2 separate regions of the Canis lupus genome follow, and region 2 is linked to region 1. Evidence: chromatin contacts called from public Hi-C data. All regions are on one chromosome and are shown on one strand. The core of a region is the stretch at or near the end of the contact, and the rest is flanking DNA. Distances in the headings are between cores, read along the strand shown. Region 1 has its middle 190 kb from the start of PARD3B. Region 2 has its middle 14 kb from the start of NRP2.

Evidence for each region. A called contact is a pair of places that touch in the nucleus more often than the background predicts.
Region 2: a Hi-C map of skin fibroblasts shows a contact between it and region 1, with 3 times the contacts expected there. The contact joins two enhancer-like sites. A contact is called at or near these places in 2 of 9 Hi-C or Micro-C datasets (amygdala and skin fibroblasts).

What each region holds. Positions count from the first base shown.
Region 1 is chr37:12,919,610-12,924,781 of UU_Cfam_GSD_1.0, reverse strand. No RefSeq gene overlaps it. Among named protein-coding and RNA genes, the nearest start is that of PARD3B, 190 kb to the left of the region's middle. Within about 2 kb of position 2,716, at least 3 of the 20 cell types and tissues checked have an H3K27ac peak or open chromatin away from gene starts, as enhancers often do.
Region 2 is chr37:14,133,998-14,139,169 of UU_Cfam_GSD_1.0, reverse strand. No RefSeq gene overlaps it. Among named protein-coding and RNA genes, the nearest start is that of NRP2, 14 kb to the left of the region's middle. Within about 2 kb of position 2,804, at least 2 of the 20 cell types and tissues checked have an H3K27ac peak or open chromatin away from gene starts, as enhancers often do.

The DNA.
Region 1 (5,172 bases), core at 1,467-3,966:
AGGACAGACAAGGCCTATGGAGGGCAGACAAGGCCTACGGAGGGCAGACAAGGCCTACGAGTCTCCTCAGAGCCAGGAAGCTTTTATTGGGAGGTGCTCAGGAGAACCAAACTGGCTCCCAGTTGCAGGAGGCTCCCCAAAGTCAACAATGGCTTCAGTTCAAAGGTTGCATGTGAACCCACCAATTCAGGGACTACCTCTTCGCCTTAGGCTGTCATCACTGTCCTCATTCATGGCTCACTTGGTTTCCAACGCGGCCTCCCGAGAGTTCCTAATTCCTTTCCCGTTGCCACTCTGAAGACACAGGGCCAGGGCCCTCCGCTGTTGGCGGCCCTGGAGATGGCTGGAGCCCATCTGCCTGCAAAGCTGCAGGGACCCCCGAGCCCTTCCCTGAGCCTGCGGGACAGCACAAGCCAAGGGCCTGAGGCCTGAGGGCACAGCCCGGCCCCATGCATTTCACCTCCCCCCGGATGCTCTTGCCTGCCCTGCTGCTTCCCTTCTTTCTGGCGCTTGGGACTGAGAGCTGTCAGTGACGCCCCACGTCCTCAGGTGTCAGCTCATGAATTGAGAGCCCTTCCCGGCCAGCAGGCACCCAGGATCGCTGCACCCCGCGTCCTGCAGAACCCGCAGCAGCACAGGGGAGCCGCGCAGCCAACCAATCCGGGGGGGGGGGAGCACCGTTCATTCCTGGTTTTCATCCTTCTTCAGAACAAACCCCGTTTTGCAGCTGAGAGACAGAGGCTTGCCGAGCTGAAGTCCTCTGCTCTGCCCAGAACGTAGTGGAAACAGAGTTCACACCTGGGAGCCCAACTTCAAAGGCTTCACCCAGCACTCTGCTGCTAGGCGCCCCGGGAGTGGGGGTCCTCAGACCACACTTTCCTGCCTCCTTGTTTGGGAAGAACAGCTAACGACTCCGTTCAGTCACTGGGAAACCTTCCCCTAGTGTAGGAGGCAAGGACTGAATCAAAAATTATGTCTCGTTTCCCCCATCCCTCTCCCTTGGACTGGGGTTCAGTCATTTCTCCCCCAAGTCTGCCTCTGGATCAGCACAGCCCTCCAGGAGCCTCCTTCTCCCCTCCCACAAGGCAAATGATGACATTAGCCGTGACTTCTTAGCTTGAGGAAGAATCTGTAGCAAACGGAGCCCCAGGAACCAGCAGCAGCAACAGCGCCACCTTCACCAAGTACTCTAAGTGCCTGTCACTGGTTTCCTAACAAATGGCTTCATTGGGACTCTCTCTCCTCCAGGTCAGCCACTGCATGTCCACTCCAGGCTGCTAAGGGCCACGCTCCTGCACTCTCTTTCCTGCTCTGGAAAATGACACTGAAACCATAATGAGTCTGGAGGAAGTCAACCAGACAGGAAATGAAGCCACTTGGGTGCTGGTGCTTGGGGAAGAGTTTTGGAAGACCGCTCGTCCCTTGGGGAGGCGCCTGTTGATGCAAGTGGGGCCAGCCATTCTTTGCTCTCTTGCTGTTGGGAAAGGCAGGTGCACACTGATTTCCAAATGAGCTTCAAGCAAAGAGGACAGGTAGGGGGGGACACCGGGAGGCCACTCTGACAAGGGCTGGCGGTGATGTAAGATGAGCTTTGGTCAGGATTTCCTGGGGCAAGAGCAGGGCTGTCCGACTGTATTTTTAGATGGTCTTGATATTTTTAGTGAAAGTCCCAGAGCATCTCCATTTTGGGGGGCTAGGGGTGGGGGGAGGGATGATTTCCTGCGGTTAGTCATTTCCTCTCTGCTGGTGAAGAGATTGAGCCATGCTCCTCTGTCACAGGAAGTGCCCGGTGATGGTAAACACTGCTGACATAATGGGAATGCACACTGCTGGTGTGTCAGTGTACACACACGCCTTCCTGGCCCCTGGGCCAGGTGAGTGGAGGCTGCTTCCTGTTTTCAGCTCTAGGAGGAACTTTCAACCTCTGAGAGCTGCTCTGGAGAATCAATCACAAGGCCTGCTGGGAGAAGCAGCCAGGACCAGACACCAGAAAGTGATTTGGTGGCAAGAATTGTTGGATGTGCCCCCGCAGCTCGCAGGACTGCTTAGTCATGGCGCGTTCTATGAGGCGTAGAGGAAACCCAAGTGGGGCTGAGTCCAATATCATAAAGCCATCCTGGTCTGAAGCTTGCTTATGAGCCAGAGATGACCTTAGCGCCTGGGTCGCCTCCACTCCTGACTTCCCTCAGTGGGTCCTACCGATTTCACCTCTGAGATTTCTGAATCTGGTTCCTCCACTCTACCTCTGGGATGTCAAAGACGGCATCAGACCTCCTAGAGATTAGTCAAGTCACCCGCTCTTCCACGCGGTCCCCCCTCCGTGTGGCTGGTAGATGTAGCATGGGGAAACGCGTGGCAGCTTTGTCACCATTCCCCTGCTGCCATGTCCATAGTAGACAAGGCTAATCGGTCATGGCACTTTCACTGCTGAGCCCAGACATGGGTGATCGCACAGTCTTTCTTAACGTTGTCCTTCAAGCTCTCATGACCCATCAATTGGAACTGGCATTTGACGTAAAGTCAATTTGCCACCTTGGTGCTTGTGTTATCTTCCTAAAAACGAAATCCGATGGTGTCTCTTCCCTAATGTGAGACTTTTTCTGTCTCCCTAGTGCCTTCCAAACGAATTTGGACTCCCTGGCACGGTGCACAGGGCCTTCCACGGCCTCCCCTCTCCCTAGTTGCAGAGTTTCAGCTTCTTGCCTCCCCTCCCTTGACTTCTGGCCCCAAACATGGACCCCAGGAAACTTCTTATTCTTTTCCAAATATGCTCTGCTTTTACATGGCTCTTGGCCTTCCACAGGGTGTTCTTGCTTTCTATATTTTCATTTGTCCTTTCTCCATTTTGCAAACTCTTACTTGTTTTTTCAAATCCTCAATATTCCTCTCCTGATATGTCTCCACGATTCCACTCAGCAAAGCCAGTGGCCCCTCTTCTGTGTTCTCCTAGGCTTCTGTTTTTACTTCTACTAAAGCATTTGTTATTCTATCATTTGGTATATATGTTATAATATGTTGTGATTATTATAATAATTACATTTATTGTAATTATGATCAGATATTTGCTTGTTTATTTGATACATTTCCTGGCTACCTTCTCTGGGTTGTGTTAGTAATAGGTAAATTAACACAGAGAATAGATGTTTAATGAACTCTTTTGCAATGAGCGAATAAATGATATTTATTTCATTGCTAATCTATGCTGCCTTTAGCCATTTATTTATTTATTTATTTATTTATTTATTTATTTATTTATTTATGAGCGAGCACAAGGAGGGGAAGTGGCAGAGGAGGAAGGAAGAACAGGGATCAAGGATCAATCCCAGGACCCTGGGATCATGACCTGAACTGAGGGCAGATGCTTAGCAGATCGAGCCACCCAGACACTGTAGCCCTTTTATCTTTAGAGTAACTTCCTCTGAATTCCAGAAGCCCATGAGCAGGACTTCAATCTTTCCCTAAGTCCTATAGAAACTATGAAAATAAGTATTTTCAAGACTTACATTTACAAATTTCAACCCAGATACAGAATTTTACCTGAATGTATATATGATTACATAATGTCAGTCATACCCTTTTTTCACCTTTTTTTGCTTGAATTCCTTCCCCACTCCATCTTATAATTGGCACCTCTAGGTTGACCTACCCAGTTTACTTGAGGTTGGCCCTGGCTTAGCAGTGAAAACCCCCCATCCTGGAAAAGCCCGGAGTCGCAGGCAAACCAGGGTGGATGGTTACTCTCCTTCATCATACTTCTATGTTTCCTTCCTAAGTAAGCAATGTTGTAAATGTGTGTTCTTCTGTATTTTTCTCGCTATAATATAGTACTCTTATAGTTGCCATTGTTGTTTTATAAAATGAGGTTATAGTCTACATTCTATTAGATTCTGTATTATTATATTACCTTATATTATGTCAGATACTTTTCTTTAACTCGTCCACTAACAAAACTATGTAAAAAAATTAAGTCAACTGATACAGCTCTGGGTCATTCTCCTTACTACTCTATGCTGTGACTATTCCATAATATTTTGGGTGTTTGCTTACTGATGGGCATTTATGTTGTTTCCAGGTTGTTGTCTTTTTTTTTTTTTTTTGAATAGTGATGATACACACACACACACACACACACACGTATCTTCATGTATTGGTGCTTTTATTTTTATGAGATAAATAACTTTCAACAGCAGAATTGCTGAGTTGAATAGTAAATGTAATTTCAATTTTTATAATTATTGCTAAATTGCTTTCCTAAATAGCTATAACACTCCACATTTCTGTCATGGTATGTAAGAACACCCTTTCCATCACATCCCCACCAGTCCACCATCACTTGGTGTGATAATTCTTACTAATTTGTCTGTCTGATGGTTATAAAATGGCATCTCATTGTTACTTTAATTTGCATTTCCCTGACTACTAGTGATTTTGAGCATTTAGAAAATGCATTTGGCCATTTCAATGTGCTGATCTTCAGTGATTTGTCTATTTGTATCTTTTACCTACATTTCTGTGGGATTAACTTATTGACAATATTAAGAGGATTTGGTATGTTGCAGATACCATCTCTTTTAAAATCTGTTAGTTACGTTTTCCCAGCTCTGATATTTGCCTGTGATTTTATTTATTGGATCTTCTGCAATACAAATACTCTGGATATTTTATATATTTAAATGTGCCAATCTTTTCTTACCTAGCTTCTAAATTCCTAGTCTTGGCTTGACAGTTCTCCTCAACCTGTAGATTACATGTGTGGTACATTTCACTGACTTGAAATACTTTTTTTTTTTTTTACATTTATTTATTTATTTATTTTTATTTATTTATTAAGATTTTATTTATTTATTCATGAGATAAGAAGCTTTTGCACAGCAAAGGATACAGTCAACAAAACTAAAAGATAACGTACAGAATGGGAGAAGATATTTGTAAATGACGTATCAGATAAAGGGCTAGTTTCCAAGTTCTATAAAGAACTTATTAAACTCAACACCAAAGAAACAAACAATCCAATCATGAAATGGGCAAAAGACATGAAGAGAAATCTCACAGAGGAAGACATAGACATGGCCAACACGCACATGAGAAAATGCTCTGCATCACTTGCCATCAGGGAAATACAAATCAAAACCACAATGAGATCCCACCTCACTCCAGTGAGAATGGGGAAAA
Region 2 (5,172 bases), core at 1,555-4,054, 1.2 Mb before region 1:
GTGATAGCTTGTTTGTTGTTGCTGGGGCAGGGTCTCTCTGCGAACAAGCAGATAGGATGTGCTTAGGTGGGGAGAGCCGCTGCATACTCTTTCTACTAGTTCTGATGGGAATTAAGTTAAATAAACCAACTCCTATCTAAACGGGGACAAGTTGCCATTACTGGTCACGTGGCGTTCTCAAAAAGAGAAACATCTCAAATATCTTTTTTGTTGGTTTGTTGTTGCTTAAAAAAAAATGACTGCACTTGGCTCGGGTTTGGGCCTGCTAAAGCAGAAAGAACATTCTTTTAAGGGATAGGAAGTCTACTTTCTGTCATCCAGCAGCTCTGCAAGCAGGTTGTACGCAGTGCTCTGGGTTTCTGTTTCTTCCTCTATAAAACGAGGGGGTTGGACTAGACAGGTCTCCCTGGAAGATTAGTCTTTCTTCTATTCCATGGTTCTATGAAGCATCAGCTCACTGGACATTTGCATCAATAGCCCCCTCTCAATGTGTGTTCTTTCAGAGGTGGTTGGCTTTACATGATTTCAAATGGTCATCCATACTTTAGAAGAAAGAGCCTGGCAATTTATAGGTTAGTACCCTTTGTCCCAAAGCAGCAGGGTTAGGCACAGGGGCAGGAATACAAACAGCATGAAGGTCAAAGGTCATGACCTCTCTGGGTAAAAACCAAGACCGTTGCATACCTGTGTGGCATTAGAGTCTGGATTTGGGCCAGTCACAAGGTATTTTCCCCCTGGAGTATACTGTTACTGGGTCACCAGGGGAGACCAGGCAGTGAAATGGAGTTCAGGCTGCAGCTCTTCAAATGACTAGAGAAAGAAAATTGGGCAAACTGAAAAGTGAAGGTTCTGGTGCACGTAAGTGTTGTTTCAGAGACCATTTACCAGCGTCAGTGTGCGGTAACAAACTTGGTCTATTTCCCTGAAATATATGGAGCTTAAACAGTGATATGAAATCTTAGACCAACGTTAAGGAACAGTGGGATGCTGGGAGAGGCGCACCTCGACACAGGAATTTGAAAATGCTCTTCTGTACATATAGCACCATTTGGGCAGGAGGAGGGTCCTGAGGAGTATCAAGAAATTATGGTTCTTCTGGAAGAGAGAGGAAAACGTGGCGGTGGTGGTAGGATGAGATTGCTCGACGGATGTGGTTGGTACCCTGCATCTGGGCTTCCATTTGACCAAGTGGCAAAAGTGACTCTACTTAGTGCTGAAAACAAATAAACAAAAAGCCCCAGGCCGGAAAACACACACATACACACACTGAGAAATCTTAAAAGTGATGCTCTGGGGCACGTCCCTCAAGGATAAGTCAACAGAAGAGTAATCTGTATGTGACCAAAGGTTGTGAGGAGGTTGATATCCTTTTAGCTGAAGAAGGTCCCAAAGGCTTGCCAGCAGGGACAGTAGGAATCTCATCTATAAACTTAGGAAAACCTATGGGCAGAAGGTAAACTCTTGCAGCGTGAGGCTCCTGATCTATTTAGAATGTGCCCATAAGTGAAGGAATTCAGAGAGCAGACGACAGCGATTTGCCTCTTAAAGTCAAGCCTACACTGTGTCTTTCTTTCCTTCTCTTGACCACAAGGTCTTGACAAAGGTTCCCGTTGCCTTAACCAACAGAAGAAATGGGAACAGCCAAGAACATCTGTCCCTCGTGCCCCCAAAGATTTCTGAGGCACACAAGAGGAAGCTTTGGGAAGGCCGACAGCCTGGGAATGAAGGGGAGGTAGGGAATTAGGGAGAGCAAAGAAGACCCAGTTGCCGTTGTGTGTGTGTGTGAGAGAGAGAGAGAGATGAGGAGGGAGGTAAGAAGTGAAGAGTGTGGCATGAGGAAGGGATAAGAAAATCTTTGAAGGACATTGAGTGCTGCCTGAAGAAATAGCAGTGAGGTGTTGCCCCAAAAATCTGGACAGTGCAAGTCCATGAAACCCTATAGTTGGAATAAGCTGGTTAGCTCCTCTGTGGGACTCTTCCCCAAACTTTAATGTCCCTGAGATAGCGGGTATTATTGGTCCCAATTATTCTCCTCATTAGCTGCAAAAGGATGATACATCTTTCCTTTGCTCTGTGGTGTGCAGTGCCTTCTCTAAGGTTTAGTGCATGTCTCTACCCTTTTGATGTTAGACTTGACCATGTAATGTGCTTTGGCCGTTGGAATCTGAGTGGAAGTGCCACGGTGTAACCTGCAAGCAGATACTTGGAGAGCTCTCGTGAGGGTCAGTGTTGCCCTTTGCCATGAGAATGGCAGGTACCAGCCAAGGGCTGCCCCATCAGCCTAGATCCCGGCACGAGGAGGAAACAGAGAGCAGAGCTGAGCTGCAGGTGAGCCATGCTGATGTGTGCCGAGAGCGAGCCACAAACCTCACCATGTAGGTCACTGAGATCTTGGGGGTTGTGACAGCATAAGGTCTTGGACGCAGATTATGCAAACCTGCTTTACGTGGTATGGGTGCTCCCTGTGATCCTGGAACAATGTGATAGAGGCAGTGGGACTTAGCCCACTCTGAGGAGGTGTGACCTAGCCAGAAGGAGGTGTCCTTGGCCCTGCAGATGGGTCGGGAGATCAGAGGAGGTCTCTGCAATCACCTGACCAGCTAAGCAGTCAGATCAATGTTCCTGTCCTTGTTTCCTCTCCCCACAGGAGAGCTATAGTCACATCTTGTGGGGCCGAGAGAAGGACTCTGTGCCTTCTTTGTGAAGTCTTTAAAGAGGAAATAACTGGGGGAACTGACCCAGAAAAGGGGAAGTTTAGGGCAGAGGGATTCCTTGAACAGAGTGCAGGAAATTCCACTGAGTCAGTGTAGATGACCATGAGATGAGCAGTTTTGTTCTGGAGGTGGGCGTGGGCAGAGAGGGAGCTACGGTTCCAAGAATGAAGACTCTGGCTTTTTCACAAACCTTAAAAGGGAGAAAAACTGAAAAAGAAGCTACCAATCCTACTGAGAGAGAAAAAAAAACCTGTCGCCTGATAGTGGCACTCATCGGGTTACTTGTAACAGAGTCTTCCCACAGAAACTCAAACTTTTCTTCACTCAGTGGAACACTCACCAAGCTTCATGTCATCAATGAAGGCTTCCCGTGAACCATTATGTGAAAGAAGTTTGTGTGGTTTCTTAATAATTTGTGATAGAGCTGAAGTAGAAATCTCTCTCCATTTCACTGGACAGGGTGTGACGGAAGCTATGTTGGGTGGGAGGTAGGACTAGACGACCTCTCAAACTCTTCCGACTCAAACAGATTAATATTTATTATTCAGTGCTATAACTTATGACATTAAAATGTCAAAATTGACTTAATTAGGGCAAACAAGCAGAATTAAATCTGAAATGCAAACATACCATTTTATCGTCTTTATCCCTGTAAGCCACATCAAATTATTTATAGGAATAAAGCTGGGTGTAAATGACTGAATGAAGGAGTAAAACGTCATGTTGCTACCTAATGCCATATTCTACTAGTATGAGCGAGCCCTAGCAAGTTTTGAGAGGTGTAAGACCACGGAAGTGGAACCTTCAATCATGGGGAAAATTCTCATAGATGTGGGTGAGGAGGGAAAAGGACTGGCAGTGTGTCTAAGGTTCATGAGTTCCAACACTTCTACAAAATGCTGGAAGTGGTTCAAAAGAAAAGTAAACCATTAGGTGGTTCCCAGCAGGCACTGGTGCATTCCAACGAGAGACGTGCCATTGCTATGGCTTTACGTTAATTTCTTTTTCATCCCAAATGTTCATTTTAGTCTCCTGAGAGGATTTCCCCCCCTGGTGTGACAAATTTTCCAATTTTGTAATGGAAGCCAGGAGAAAATGGAATTCTCTTTATAGAAATCCATTTTGTAGCCAACTTTCTTGAGATGCATCTATCCCTGAAAGCAATTTTCTTCATCCAGTAGAGGCGGCTGAGGTGTTTAGGGCCGGCTAAGTGGATCGCTGACAATTTGCTCCTAGAGCTTGTGGGGGATTTAACAGCAGGGCCTTGTGGGGGAAATGTGTTGAGAGCCATCCTCTCCAGGCCTTTCTCTAGCTGCACTGAGTTCTGTTTTCAGAAAAGTGATTGCACAACGGGGTAGGCAGGATATGGGTAGTGGAGGGAGTCACTTCAACGCCCCAAGGCACGAGGTCAGTTACCCTTTAATATCTTCAGCATGCTTCAGAGGCTTCCTGGTAAGCTGCATATCATAGCCAGGTGCATGGAAGACAAGTCAACAGACCAGAGTGGTGTCAAGGTACGTCTCTGTCACAGATCAGACTGGCCACAGAGGATTTGTAAGGAAGTAGAAGGAGTTTTCTAACGAGGACTAGAACTCATGTCTGGCTGGCTCCTTGCCCTGGCTTACGTTCCAATACTGCCTCTTTGGGGGCACATTTGTGATTATGTAATGGCAAAACAAAGCGTTTGGTAGTAAATTAAATCAGTTTTATACTATGTGGGTGACTTGCATGCAGTATATACCGCCAGGCTTTGATGCGTTCCAATGTGGGAAATGTACTCTTGAAGCATAACAACTGGCTCTTCTCCATCTGTTCATGTTCCCCATTTGACTCATCCCTCCTCTGTAAATACTCTCTGACTTGTTAGCAAGTTGAACAAATTTCAAAGCTCTATGAATGAAGTGCATGTAGGTCAGGAGTTACCTTATGGGAGCCTCAGCGGACGTATAAACTTGCCTTACCATGAGAATTGTTTCATCCATTTGACACTCATGAACAACTATGTTTCTCACACAAGCAAAGGGATGCAAATAAAGATCAGATGAGGGCTAGTGGGGAAGGAAATCAGCGAAAAAGTAAAAGTTTATGTCCAAACATAGAGAGCAAAAACCTACCATTGGGACACAATAAAGAAAAATAAATGCTCATGAAAGTAACAAAACAGAAAAAAAAAAACATTGACAAGAACGAAAGGAAGAGCTCTGTGATTCTTAACCGAAGCTTGATGGGGTCCCTGGTCTCTTCTCGCTGGTTTTCGTAACAGTGTCTCGGAACACCATCCGTGACTTGCCGTGGCGGTGACACACCATCACGGACTTTCACGGTCATGCCACCTGCTGCCTAACCCCACAGGACAGTGATTCAGTGTGGCGAAACAAGCACCCAATTTCACAGCCAGAACAATCAGAAAAACTATAAAGTGCACCTTGTGTGGTAGAGGAGAGGGGATGGATGCTGT